Regions from separate parts of the Mus musculus genome. Here all the other regions are linked to region 3. A link is a contact called in public Hi-C data. All regions are on one chromosome and are shown on one strand. The core of a region is the stretch at or near the end of the contact, and the rest is flanking DNA. Distances in the headings are between cores, read along the strand shown.

Region 1 (3,055 bases), core at 235-2,734, 580 kb before region 3:
GCATTATTGTGTGCAGTATCACAGCATCCCTTGGATCATCCTTCAGACTGCATCCTGTCTGATGTCACATGGCACTAAAGCAATTAGTGTTAGACTCACAAGTGACCTTGAGATAGAAACAAAGAGGATTGTCAAGGCAAAAAGAATGTGACTTTCAATTTTATACACCTTTTGTTCAAAAACACAGTGTCTCTAAGGAAGACTTATGATGAGCCTTTTGAAGCCACAAGAGCTATGTCTTTTCAGCTGTAAAACAACATTGAAATCATCCATTTCTCTCTCTCTCTCTCTCTCTCTCTCTCTCTCTCTCTCCCCCTCACCCCCCCCCCACAAGTTTTGCACATCATAGAAAACTGACTTCAGTTTCATTGATGCATTTTCTAATCATCTCTTGCTGGCATTTAAAAACTCAAAGGAAGATTCATGAATGTTAAAGTTCTCTTAGCATCTAGAAATAAATGCTTTGTTCAGAACAATCCTTGGAGAATCATAATTATTATCAAAGTCCTTCATGAAAAACTTCAAGGAGAACACTTCAAAACTGGAAGAAGTGACGGTATCATCCTGAGCATTTCCTGTTCTTGATTCACGGACAGCTATCGTGCCACACTTGTCAGAAGGCCAAGAGAATTTTTAACATGTTCACAGTGTCTCAAGGATGTCCATGTCATTATCAGGGCTGGATAAAGGGGCTGAGATGTGCCAGCTAGTGCCTCTATGCCTTCCTCTCTGAGAAAGGCATAGATAATTCAAGCTATTACTAAGGAGAAAAGCCAACCACTAGCAGCTGTGTTCATTTGCTTCAAAATGTGCTAATTGGAGAGCTCGCCTACTGAAAATGGTTTAATGCTATCTCATGTAAACAACAGGCAGATGAGGACTTTTATGGGCACTGGAGTTATCTTCAGAGTTTTAATCACTGAACTGTGGAGAGATAATATTTCATTCTATTCCAATTGTCATAGCTACCACAAACAGGGTGTCATACTCAATATAAACTGATTGTTTATATTTTGAATGGATAGAGAAGTCCTGGACCAAGTCACTGGTAGATTTAGAGTCAGAAGAGGGATCTGCCTTCTAGGTTACACATGTTAACATCCAAGTTCTCATTTGCTGGAAACAGCTGCCTCAGGCTTGAGTCCATTGATAAGGACTATGCTGCCCTCTAACAACTGGACTCTCATTCCCTCGATCTTTCTGGTTTCACTGCTTTGGTGTTAAGATTGCAACATTTGAATTCTAAGAAGGATAGAGAACTTTTGGACCACCATGGCTATAGAGGGCCAGTCAGTTCAGTCAAGAGGTTTAGATGTGGTGTCTAAGAAGCTATCTGCTGTTGGCCATGTGTGTTGGATAACTGTTATGGGGTAGAAAAATGAAGATAATAAGTTCTTTAAAGACGAGAGGCTCAAGCTTCAGAAGCAAACAGCCTTAGAAGGTAACTCTGCTGGCATTTTCCACATAAGCATCGCCCCCTGGTGTCCACGCAGAGAGGACGCTTCAAGAGCTGTCTTGTAAGAAGGAAGTAATGCTATCCCTAACACCATTTACCCATGTTCTCATTTATCCAGGTCTTAGTCCCTAACTGCACTGCTGATAAAGGCAGCTACAGCATGCAGCATCAAGCATCATACTGAGTTTAAGACAAAAAGCTTCTCCTACTTCTGAGTGTCCATTATTGACAGACATATCATTAATATTTTCCTGGCAGGGATTTCATTAATTTTTCAGTTCTCCTGAACAAATGAGAATATTGAAACACATTGTTTCAGAGGCTACTGGTTACACTGAAAATGGCTACACGATATCTCAGGAGGATGTTCAGACACTCAGCCAGTCAGTCATTTATATCCACAGATGGAGAGGAGTGACAGACCCTGCTTCTCACAGCTTCCTGGACTGGAGGAGTTAAGATTGTCCTAGATTCTCAGTACTCACTGAAGAATTGGAATGACCAGATCCGTGTGGTCTGCACCAAGTGGACAGATAACAACTGACAACAACGACAATGGCAAAGACGATGACACAATGGTGAGGACCACATGACCATGATGATTACATCATAGCCAAAATCCCTGTCAAAGTCAGATCAAGGATTTATAAACTATGGGGGAAAGAGCATCATCTTTCTTTTGTTTCAAACATTCCAAACGGAGTCTCAGAGATGCTTCTCTGTGAGTCACAGTAGAGCTTCCTGTTGAATGCAGCCTGTTCTCTCAAAAGTACGTGTCATAATGGCAATATTAAGAGATACTTAATAATCATGAAATGATGACTAGCAGTTCTCAAGCTCCCAATATCCTCCCACTCCCTTATTTAATCTGCAACACAAATACATTGTTATTACTATAGTAGGCTGAATGGTACCCTATCCCTCAAGACATGCCACCTTCAAATCTCTAGAACACAGAATGGGTCCTGTTTTCAAAAACACAGGTATTTAGAGAGAAGCCATAGGTCTGAAAGTAAGGACATGCTGGATCACACAGAGCAAGAGACAGAGAGTGAAGAGACAGAAGAAAAAAAAACACACAACAACAACAAAAAGCCTTTAAAAGATGTAGGCAGACCCTAGAGTCATATAGTCCAGTCCCCAAATATCTGGTGCTGCTACTACATACTGGGAGAGGCATCACAGACCTGCCCCAGAGATAGAATAGACTTACTGCTTTGCTTTCAGACTTTGGCTTGTGACAAGGCAAATTTCAGATATTACAAGTCACGTGGTAGTCATCTGCACTAGCAGCTCAAGGAAACTCATGCATTCTCAAAGTTGAGAAAGCTGAGGCTCAGAGAGTTTGAGGTAACTTCCCAGAGCTGCGCAGCTAAGCATTCATGTGTGGAAAATAGGGTCATGTTCTAACTGATAGTTTTCCTTACTCCCCCTGTGTTCCAATGACAAGGCCACAGGTTGGCTTCCCAGTCTGCAAAGCATCTGTTTACCTAACAGGGAAGCAAGAATGCTGAATGTGTGCTGAGGCAGAGTTTCAGGGCAGCTTCATCCTGCAACTTTCTGCCTTGAGAATCAATTTTTGTTTGCATTAAAAGAGCC
Region 2 (3,106 bases), core at 489-2,988, 690 kb before region 3:
AGCTATGACATTACAGGCTCTGTAAAGGTCTGGGTCTTACTGTAAAATTTGAGGAGTGATTGCTACAATACTTAATTGCTTCAACTTTTAAGTAAAAAAAAACCCAGATTTTTATGTGTTTGTTTGTTTGTTTGTTTGATTTTTAAAGAAAGGGCATCCAATGTCCATGAACTGGGAGATAACCACAAAATTCTTCTTCTTCTGCTTGCCACATGCAATATTAAGAACAATAATTTGAAGGTCAGGAGTTTCCAGAATAGTCTTGTCTGTAAACTCTTGGCACTCAAAGGAATCTGTGACTGTAAAGAAAATCTCCACTTCAAAGACAGATGATGTGTGTATAAGTGGAACTTATTACCTGGTAATAAAGGGAAGATGGTTTGTAAAGTATATACACCAAGCTATGTGACTGCCATGTCTCCCTCATGAATTTCATTAGTTCAGTGGTTTTCTAGGCTGTAGATGGGGTAAGGGTCATTTTCTTCTTGTGCTTGAGGAAATAGCTCAGTCTTGTTTAGACCTCAGGACTCAGGGCTTACTGCTCCCACATACCCTTTCTTCCATAGATCTTTGAGTCTCTTTTTGTTTTAATTATTTTTGCATCCTTTCAAAAATGCCCCCTTTCAAATATCAATATTCCATTCACATCCAAATACCACAGCGTACATCTTGTCTGACCTTCTGCTCACCTCTTTTTGTTGCTTTTCAGTGAAAAAAACAAAACAAAACAATTGATTCCACTGTTCATTTGATTCTTTGCTTCTCTCTCTCCTTCTCTCTCTCTTTCTTTCTTTCTTTCTTTCTTTCCTTCTTTCTTTCTTTCTTTCTTTCTTTCTTTCTTTCTTTCTTTCTTTCCTTCTCTCTCTTTCTTTCTTTCTTTCTCTCTCTCTCTCTCTCTCTCTCTCTCTCTCTTTCTTTCTTTCTTTCTTTCTTTCTTTCTCTTCTCTTTACTAAAACTTACTTTTGTGGAAGTATGGATCTAGACTATGTGTTTCTCAGCAAGTTCCCAGAGGCTAGAACAGCTCTTGACTTACAAGATATATTCTAAGTGTTTACTACATGTATCATGCAACAAAAATATAACCACCATGGGGAAGATGATTTTTCACTCACCTGTACTACACCTGTGCAGGAATCCAAAAAGATGCAGCCCTTGGGCTCTTTGGATATCTTTTCATCTTTGTAAAAGTTCATAATGTAGGAGTTATCAGGCAACTGAGTCAGCTGGAAGTAGCGCTTTTTGAATGACTAAAGAGAAGATAGGAGAGAGTTTGAATTGTGTTACACTGTTACTCATGGAAATGACAAGGCTTCAGATTAATTTTATCAGCAGAGCATTGCATTTAGAGCAGAGGCTCTGACTTCTGTATAATTAAAATATTAGAGAAAACATAAATTTCATGCAAATGGCTTTTCTCCATGCTGTGCCTTGAGAAGGGATATACAGAAAGGTGGAAGATCCGGGATTGGTTTTGAAGTGTCCTTACCCGAACAGTGACAGTATTGTTCACAGTGCTGTTAAAATTCCCCTTGTAAAGCCAGCCAGACTTGAACACACCAGTACCTCCAGCTCCCCCACCGCCCTTGGATGATGAGTGGGATGTGGTATCCTGAAACAAAAGTCATCATTAGCAAGGCAGCCAAGCCTTGCGGAGCCCAGATCTTAGACACTGCACTTAAAAAGGAGACTTCTTTTCCTCCTTGACTCATCCGTAATAATCGTGTTCCCTGTCAAAACAAACATGATTCATTTTGCCTAAAAGCCCCAACACAACCGGCTCCTGCTGCTCACTAGAAAGAGATTACAAAGAAGCCAGTGCAGCCAGGAACTAATTGCCCCCATGCTTTAACCTGTCCCTTGCAACAGCCACTTACTTCATCCTTATCAGCATCTTCATGGTCAACCTCAAAGGAATGTGAAGGAAGTTTCTCTGGCTTGTGTTCTGCTCTGATATTTAAAAAAGAAGAAAGAGAGAGAGAAAAAAAGTCTATTTTGTCATTTGATTATCTTGCTTCTGTTTTCTTCCATTCCCAAGATCACACCGATTCCATTAACATTGTTTCAGGTTTTGTAAGCTTTGCAACCTTAATATCTGGGGGTTCTTTTTCTCTGGGAAGTGTTAACTTTCCCTTTAGGACCTTGTATCTTATCTCTACTAAGTGCACATTTTAAATGGAGGAGTTATTTTTTTTATTACGTATTTTCCTCAATTACATTTCCAATGCTATCCCAAAAGTCCCCCATACCCTCCCCCACCCCCACTTCCCTACCCACCCATTCCCATTTTTTTGGCCCTGGCGTTCCCCTGTACTGGGGCATATAAAGTTTGCAAGTCCAATGGGCCTCTCTTTCCAGTGATGGCCGACTAGGCCATCTTTTGATACATATGCAGCTAGAGTTAAGAGCTCCGGGGTACTGGTTAGTTCATATTGTTGTTCCACCTATAGGGTTGCAGATCCCTTTAGCTCCTTGGATACTTTCTCTAGCTCCTCCATTGGGAGCCCTGTGATCCATCCACTAGCTGACTGTGAGCATCCACTTCTGTGTTTGCTAGGCCCCGGCATAGTCTCACAAGAGACAGCTATATCTGGGTCCTTTCAGCAAAATCTTGCTAGTGTATGCAATGGTGTCAGCATTTGGAAGCTGATTATGGGGTGGATCCCTGGATATGGCAGTCTCTACATGGTCCATCCTTTCATCACAGTTCCAAACTCTGTCTCTGTAACTCCTTCCAAGGGTGTTTTGTTCCCAATTCTAAGGAGGGGCATAGTGTCCACACTTCAGTCTTCATTCTTCTTGAGTTTTATGTGTTTAGCAAATTGTATCTTATATCTGGAGGAGTTATAAACTGATGTAGATGTGTACATATCTTTTTGTATTGAATGAGAGAGCAAAGAGGATGGATATAAGTCGTAGTGTTTTGCCCCCCCCCCTGCATTCTGAAGCAGGTTACTAAGCAATGACACTTTTGTGAGCGTTTCTGGGTCACCAGTATGTGACATATCCAATGTCACTGGATGATTGCACAAGCAGCCTCAGGCATGAATGGACTTGATTCTCCAGAGGCAGGCTATGTTTTGGCTCTCAGGTTCTGTCATGCCCGTG
Region 3 (3,379 bases), core at 283-2,782:
ATTTCTCTCTCTTAAGCCAACAATATCAGAAATATTCTCAGAAAAGAGAATGTAAGCGTCTGTGCATGGCAAATGAGATCTTCATTATCACTTGGAGAAAAGAGATAAGAAATAAAGGCATAAGCTAAACTACCATTTATTCCTTTATAGTATACTATGTTGTTTCAATGTTCATTTGGGTGCATGGCTCTGAATGGGAATTTAGGACAAGGAAAACCACTACTATGTAAATATCATTTTGTAACTCAACCAATAGGAACCAAATACCTTAACTTAATTGGTGAAGTTTCGTTATTGTTGCCATGAGGTATTATGGGTGTTAAGCGGGATGATAGGATTTTAGAACAGTTGTTCCACTTTCCGGCTCTTGTGTCTCCCTCTATGATGCTCGACTGAAACAGGATGTTATACAACCAATGACAAGATCTAGGAAACTGTCCAGCACTGATCATCCAAGTGCACACTCATCAATATGGTAAATGTCAGGAGGTTTTAAAACCATAACGAAGCAGAATAACTGCATTTTGTAATGAGAAACATTGTGCGTCTTAGTATTTTTGCCCTACTAAACTATGCACAGTCTTTAATTTCTGGGTGAATGAATATCTGCAAGCACTTGTCTCTCTCAGGTGCATCTCAAGTGCCATTTAGGATTTCTTAATTTAAATTACCAAAGGCCTTTGTATGTAAATGTAGCCATCCTAACTACTTCAAGGATCACAGAATAAGTTGACAGGGCATACTTGCCTCTTAGTCACAGTGACAAAATGACCCTTTCTCTACCGTCTCTCAAATATTGAAAAACTGTTAAAGAGTGTGATATCGAAATTAATCTCTTCCAACACAAAATTAGGAAACTCTCTAGAGCACACTGGTGTGGTTACTTAGCTGGCTCCGTTGTGCATTTAAGGTTATCTAATATGGAAGCAGAGGAATGACCAAACCAGAGCAGGCGGCTCTCCGCCCCAGGCTGACCTCTTACTGAACACCGAGCTTCCCCACAGAAGAGATCCCTGTAAGCCATGCCAGAGATTTGGCCAGTAGCATCTGCCATTCATGTTAGTATGCCTTGAGGTCAGCCCAGCATGCATTCATTACAGAAAAGCCCCAAAAGAGGGACATCAAAACAACCACAAAGATCATTACACAAAGTCAGCTCACGTTGGGGAATTATTTCTCGTGAACTAATTTCCAGCTGAAAAATAAATTGTATTTGCAAAGCCTATTTTCCATAAATAACATTTATTTCCATGAAATTTGTTGAAGATTGTATCTAGCTTTGTGAAATATGGAATAAATTAATGTTAGTAATAAGACTACCGGTGACTAAATTAACCTATAGCTATACATTATAACGATGTTGCATTAGTATAACGCAAGTATGAAAATCCCCAATACTTTCTATGTGCTCTCAATACTTCTGTCTTATTGGTTAAAAAACATGCAAGGCTTGAGTTTTCTGTAAGGCATTCTATTGTATTTAATTAAAGTCAGATTTAAATATGTGAAAGATTACTTTTCAATGCCAGCTGGATGTTGAAATGTTGGAATTATTTGATTTCTATGTTCATGCAGGAATTCTGATTACATTTTATAAACATTGGTGTCACAGGATATTTTAGCATATTATTTAGATTTGTATGGTCATTATGCTTTAAGGACCAGATATTTAGAGGCCACTTTTTAAGTTTAACAGTCTCATAACAAGCATCTCAAGAAATCTGCTACTGAGCAGAAACTACAAACTCATACCTGTCCCCAACACACTTATTATCCATCTCCATCGCTACCAGGAATGAGGCAGATTGATGCAATTTACAACTCCGTCTAAGAAGATTCAAACCCATGGGGTGGCACTTAGGTCAAAGGACTCTGAGGGTGTCTGCTAGCTGCTAGTTCTCTGTACCTGGATGTGTCCTTTATACCCTTATCATCAGAAGTCAAAACTAAGGCAATGGAAAAATTATAAAGTAGCTGAAGAATATTCTTTAGTGTGTGAAAGGCACAGATGTTATGGGAGGATCTGAGGTGAAGTTTTCACAGTGACGATCCCATGCTGTTTATTGTTATCTCTGCTTCTTGCCTGTAGGATGTACAAGGACATGGGTGGAGCCTTTCTGTTCTGTTCTATATCAAACAGGTGCTCTTACTCCCCCATGTGGCAAGAGAGAATGCCAGTGTGAGCTGGCTGACACAAGCTGTCCAGCGTGTCTTGCTTATGGGATGCTAGAAGTTATGAACTGAAACGCTTAAATGCGTCACTCTTCTTTTTTCCAGGGAGCCTGTTTTTTTATCTGTAGAGTATGGGAAGTATTATTTGTTTAATAGTATTGTTGAGAATCAGTGTGATTATAAATATATGATTCATATTATATAAAAATAATATACATTTATATTATATAAGTATATTATATAAATTATATATAATTTCAAATTTAAAATATCAATTATATTATTATAACTGATATAATATTATTGTGTACTAAATATAAATGTATTTTTATATATGAAAAGGATTAGGGATAATATTTATTCTTTCTCTTCTTGCCATACATCATTTTACTCTCTCAAATACTCAAATTTTTCGGATTGCTGGAAAATTTTGAGAGGAGACTTCTGGCCACTGATGTAACAAAGAAGTTGGATGCAGATGGGTGACTTAGTTCACCCCAGTATTCCTATGTAATCCTGTGAGAAATTAAACACTCAGAATTTGCTAGGGTAGTGACTTTTTCTTGTCCTGTATTTATCATGTGTGGTTTGGATAAAATGTAAGTGGAAACTGACTACCAGTGTCATTTCAGCTCCCCTGTCATCTACTGTTATTTATTGTCCTATCTAGATTAAATGACAAATGAATGCAATGGAAATTCTACAGCTATCTAGGATGCTATCAACTTTTGTGGTTAGGAGAAAGAAGATGCTATGGTCAGAATGGTCAGCATATGCTTTAAGATGTATCACTGATTCAAATACATTGTTTTCTTTAAACACCAGCATGCACTCTGTGGAATACACCTTTAACAACAGAAACCAATGGGGCTTCAACAAGCCTGCCCCACACTGCTTGGAGAACTTTAACAAATAAAGTGGATACATGGCTCCCCCTAGCAACCGAAATGTATAGTACAACCAGCTCTTCAAAGGCAGGGTTGCTTTTAAAGTCTTACTTGTAAACACACCTCCTGAGTGAGGAAAATGAGCAACTGTATCCAACGCCCCTTGTGTGCTGCACATTTTTATGGATAGATGAAGGTAACTGCATTGGGCTGTATGACTTCTTCCCTTCATTTAATTATCTCTGTTCAACCTGAGTCTTGAGAGAAAACAAAAAACAAAAAACAAAAAAAGCATTGCCCTTCTTTAATTAAATTAAAGT
Region 4 (3,236 bases), core at 216-2,715, 890 kb before region 3:
AAACAATCTATTCTTCTTCTTCTTTTCCTGAGATTTATCTGAATTCTCTTAACTATCCTTGAAAACCAAAAAGGACAACAAATACTTAAAATGTATAAGATGTGGACATTTAAGGAGGTTTTACAGATGGATGAAGAAGCAGTGGGCAAGAAAACAGACTGGGTAGGGAAGGGTAGCTTCCGTTCTACTTAAACCTACAGCAGTGTAATGCAGGGCCAGTTAATATCTCTGAGCACCAAAGTCATCATTTGTAAAATGAGTGGACACATTGCTTAGTCGTTGTCTGGAACTCGCACATACCAAAGATACACCTACATTAAATGATACCAGGAGAGGCACCGGGTGGTTCCTGGCACATGGGAAGGGCTCAGGGGATGTGAGTCCTTGTAATATTTGCAGAGGCTAGTGGTGGAATTCTAGACTGGGCATGGATCTGCAACTAAATCTCAGATAAGCATCTTAAAACTTGGAGGTTCAATTCTGTTTTTATCAAGGAGAATTAAGTTCCTTGGAAAATGATTTGGGGGAGTTTAATTCCTTTTTTTAAAAAAAATTATTATTTTCTTTATTTACATTTCAAACGTTATCCCTTTTCCTAGTTTCCCCTCCGAAAATTCCCCATCCTCTTCCCCTTCCCCTGCTCCCCAACCCACCCACTTCCACTCCTGCCCCTGGCATTCCCCTATATTGGGGCATAGAGCCTTCACAGGACCAAGGGCCTCTCCTCCCATTGATGACCGACTAGGCCATCCTCTGCTACACATGCAGCTAGAGTACCATGTGTTTTCTTTGGTTGATGGTTTAGTCCCAGGGAGCTCTGGGGGTACTGGTTAGTTCATATTGTTGGTTCTCCTATGGGGCTGCAAACCCCTTCAGCTCCTTGGGTACTTTCTCTAGGTCCTTCATTAGGGACCCAGTGCTCTGTCCAATGGATGACTGTGAGCATCCACTTCTGTATTTGTCAGGCACTGGCAGAGCCTCTCAGCAGTTATATACTATATATATATATATATATATATAGTGCATTGTCACAGTACATGGCTAGCCAGCATTTCTTAGTTGACATATTGGTTACTAGTAACGATTTATTTATTTATTTTGTGCAGTAAAATCTATGTGTAAGAAAACAAAACCAAGTAAAAGCGAGGAAGATGGGACACATACTGAATTTCTATGTCCACATGGAATATTAAGAAATAAAGTAGCATGCGAAAGATGGCCTGGTTCAGTACACAGGTGGATGGTACTTCACTGGATCACTACATCAATGAAGGGAGAGGATGGTTTGAGAAGTGAAAAACGAGTTCTTGATGTGCCACAGGGAGCTTGGAAGCCTTAGTGACTTTTCCTGTTTTGTGGTCCTCACAGGGGATCTTGCCTAGTTTGAAACTGAGTGAGCCCTCCAGCCCCTGCCTCTGGAGCCAGAGCCTATGAAAATTAGGAAGGATCGCCCTCTAGAGGTCACATTAACAGCATCATTGTGAACCCAGGAGGATGTGGGCAAGATGCCAATCTCCTTCATGAGGACCTTGCAACTGAAAGCAACTTGCTAATTTGAGAGGCCACGAATTCAAGGTTTGCAAAGGGTGGAAGGCTTTACCACGTGGGGCTAATTAGCACAATTTAGGTAATTAGACAATCCAGTTTGCCTCCCTTCTGAGGCTTTCTCATCACACTAATTGAATAAAGCAGTGGATCTTTAATGACAAATCCCTTTCATAAGCAGGAAATTAAAAATCACTAAACAAAAGAAACAACAGTTAATTAGCAAGAGGTGGCACATTTCTTCGACTCTGTCATGGCGACAAGAGTAACTATTTAAACATCATCTTTATAATTCGGTTCATTTGTCAAGACTAGAATGTATGGAAATATCAGGGCCACTAAATTTTGCTTAGATTTCTACCTTATACTATTTGTCCAGGAATGTGCTACAATTAATAAACTATATGACTAAAGGTGTGAAAGATAAGTCTAGAGGGATTTAGACAGAGACCTGTATCTTTTTGAAGATTTAATAAACATTTGCGAAGAAGGCCTAACTAAGCAGGGTAAACACAACATCCAAATCTAAACAAAATGTCTTCGCTCAAAATAGCTCTCATTATGAAACACACATACACATCAAAGATACATATCCACTTTGACCAGACAGATTCTAGTGTATTCATGTTAGCATTTATGGCACAAGCTACAGACACTCGCTTTTAGAGTCATATGATTTACGTCCATAATAGCAAGCTTCTGGTGATGCTGTTCTGTCGTCTCTAAGGCTAAACAAAGCCCTAACAACTTAGAAATGGGTACATGGTAGGACTCTGTAGGCAATAACACTCAGTTCTCTGTTACTATTAGCATGTGGGAAAACTGCATTCAAAAGGAGAAAAAAAAAAACCCCACATTTGTTTTAAGATGCCATACTTCTGAATGGTTTTTTTTTTTTTTTTTTTTTTTTTTTTTTTTTGGTAAGTCGTTCAAAGTGAGCTGAAGATGAATTGCTGATTGAGCCCTGGCTGCAATTCTTCCCAGACCATAAATTCTCCCAGTCAGGCACAAAATCAGTAAACAAGACTTATAGCATCGGGGAAGTGCAAAGCAGAGAGCTTCAAGGCAGGATGTGGAATTGACTTGTAAGATGAAGCCCTTAGATACAGACCTACACGACCAGAAAAAAAAAAAAAAAGTCTTTTTTTGACAAAGCACAGAAACATTGGGCTACTGATTTAACCTGAACAAGATGTATGGAAAAGTCTTATCGAGGATCCTGGCCAGAGATTATTCTTTTGAGGACTAGATTTTCCTGCAACTTAAATAGCATGTCAGTAAATATTACCTACTTTATATTCCCTAAGGGTTGTATTAATAAAGGAAGGTATCATTTAAAAATGTTTTGAAAATGTCTCTGTCTAAAGTGTCTAAGTGTCTAAAGGACACTGAAAATGATTACTAGCCTGAACTGATAAACGTGTGTGTGTGTGTGTTCTGCTCTCTGTCTATCTCTCTGTATTGAGTGTAGAACATGTACAAAGGAGTGTGCTCATTTGTGCAGAGGCATGGGGTTAAGGTAGGGCCATATTTTCCTTCTCCTTCCTTCCTTCTTTGTTTTTTAAATACAAGGTCTCTTTGAACTTGCAGCTGATCTCAGTTCAGCTGGCTTGGGTGGCCAATGAGACTCAGAGATTTGCCTTCTTCACATCCTCAGTGGGGGGAGAGGCATACACCCAGCTTTTGTTTCT

Evidence for each region. A called contact is a pair of places that touch in the nucleus more often than the background predicts.
Region 1: a contact with region 3 is called in a Hi-C map of the N1E-115 cell line, with 10 times the contacts expected there. The contact joins two enhancer-like sites. A contact is called at or near these places in 1 of 15 datasets of contacts at CTCF or cohesin (pro-B cells), 20 of 484 Hi-C or Micro-C datasets (B cells, the Ba/F3 cell line, the G1E-ER4 cell line and 14 more) and 1 of 115 datasets of contacts at active chromatin or transcription factors (embryonic fibroblasts).
Region 2: a contact with region 3 is called in a Hi-C map of the N1E-115 cell line, with 4 times the contacts expected there. The contact joins two enhancer-like sites. A contact is called at or near these places in 9 of 484 Hi-C or Micro-C datasets (B cells, the HPC-7 cell line, the N1E-115 cell line and 5 more), 2 of 115 datasets of contacts at active chromatin or transcription factors (bone marrow-derived dendritic cells and large pre-B cells) and 1 of 9 other capture datasets (embryonic stem cells).
Region 4: a Hi-C map of the N1E-115 cell line shows a contact between it and region 3, with 25 times the contacts expected there. The contact joins two enhancer-like sites. A contact is called at or near these places in 2 of 39 promoter capture datasets (the 3T3-L1 cell line and hippocampal neurons), 1 of 15 datasets of contacts at CTCF or cohesin (large pre-B cells), 3 of 484 Hi-C or Micro-C datasets (the HPC-7 cell line, the N1E-115 cell line and nephron progenitors) and 1 of 115 datasets of contacts at active chromatin or transcription factors (T-cell acute lymphoblastic leukemia).

Annotation. Positions count from the first base shown.
Region 1 is chr1:80,721,372-80,724,426 of GRCm38.p6, forward strand. All of the region lies in intron 1 of Dock10 (dedicator of cytokinesis 10), which reads right to left. Among named protein-coding and RNA genes, the nearest start is that of Dock10, 36 kb to the right of the region's middle. Within about 2 kb of position 1,485, at least 29 of the 459 cell types and tissues checked have an H3K27ac peak or open chromatin away from gene starts, as enhancers often do. A contact at or near this core is called in the N1E-115 cell line, where this site is marked.
Region 2 is chr1:80,604,678-80,607,783 of GRCm38.p6, forward strand. Dock10 (dedicator of cytokinesis 10) reads right to left here. Exons shown (of 56, transcript NM_175291.4): 5 at 1,876-1,948; 6 at 1,488-1,610; 7 at 1,114-1,248. Among named protein-coding and RNA genes, the nearest start is that of Dock10, 150 kb to the right of the region's middle. Within about 2 kb of position 1,739, at least 38 of the 459 cell types and tissues checked have an H3K27ac peak or open chromatin away from gene starts, as enhancers often do. A contact at or near this core is called in the N1E-115 cell line, where this site is marked.
Region 3 is chr1:81,298,784-81,302,162 of GRCm38.p6, forward strand. The region is part of intron 6 of Nyap2 (neuronal tyrosine-phophorylated phosphoinositide 3-kinase adaptor 2); the gene reads left to right. Among named protein-coding and RNA genes, the nearest start is that of Nyap2, 220 kb to the left of the region's middle. Within about 2 kb of position 1,533, at least 19 of the 459 cell types and tissues checked have an H3K27ac peak or open chromatin away from gene starts, as enhancers often do. A contact at or near this core is called in the N1E-115 cell line, where this site is marked.
Region 4 is chr1:80,407,261-80,410,496 of GRCm38.p6, forward strand. No RefSeq gene overlaps it. Among named protein-coding and RNA genes, the nearest start is that of Gm38673, 19 kb to the right of the region's middle. Within about 2 kb of position 1,466, at least 32 of the 459 cell types and tissues checked have an H3K27ac peak or open chromatin away from gene starts, as enhancers often do. A contact at or near this core is called in the N1E-115 cell line, where this site is marked.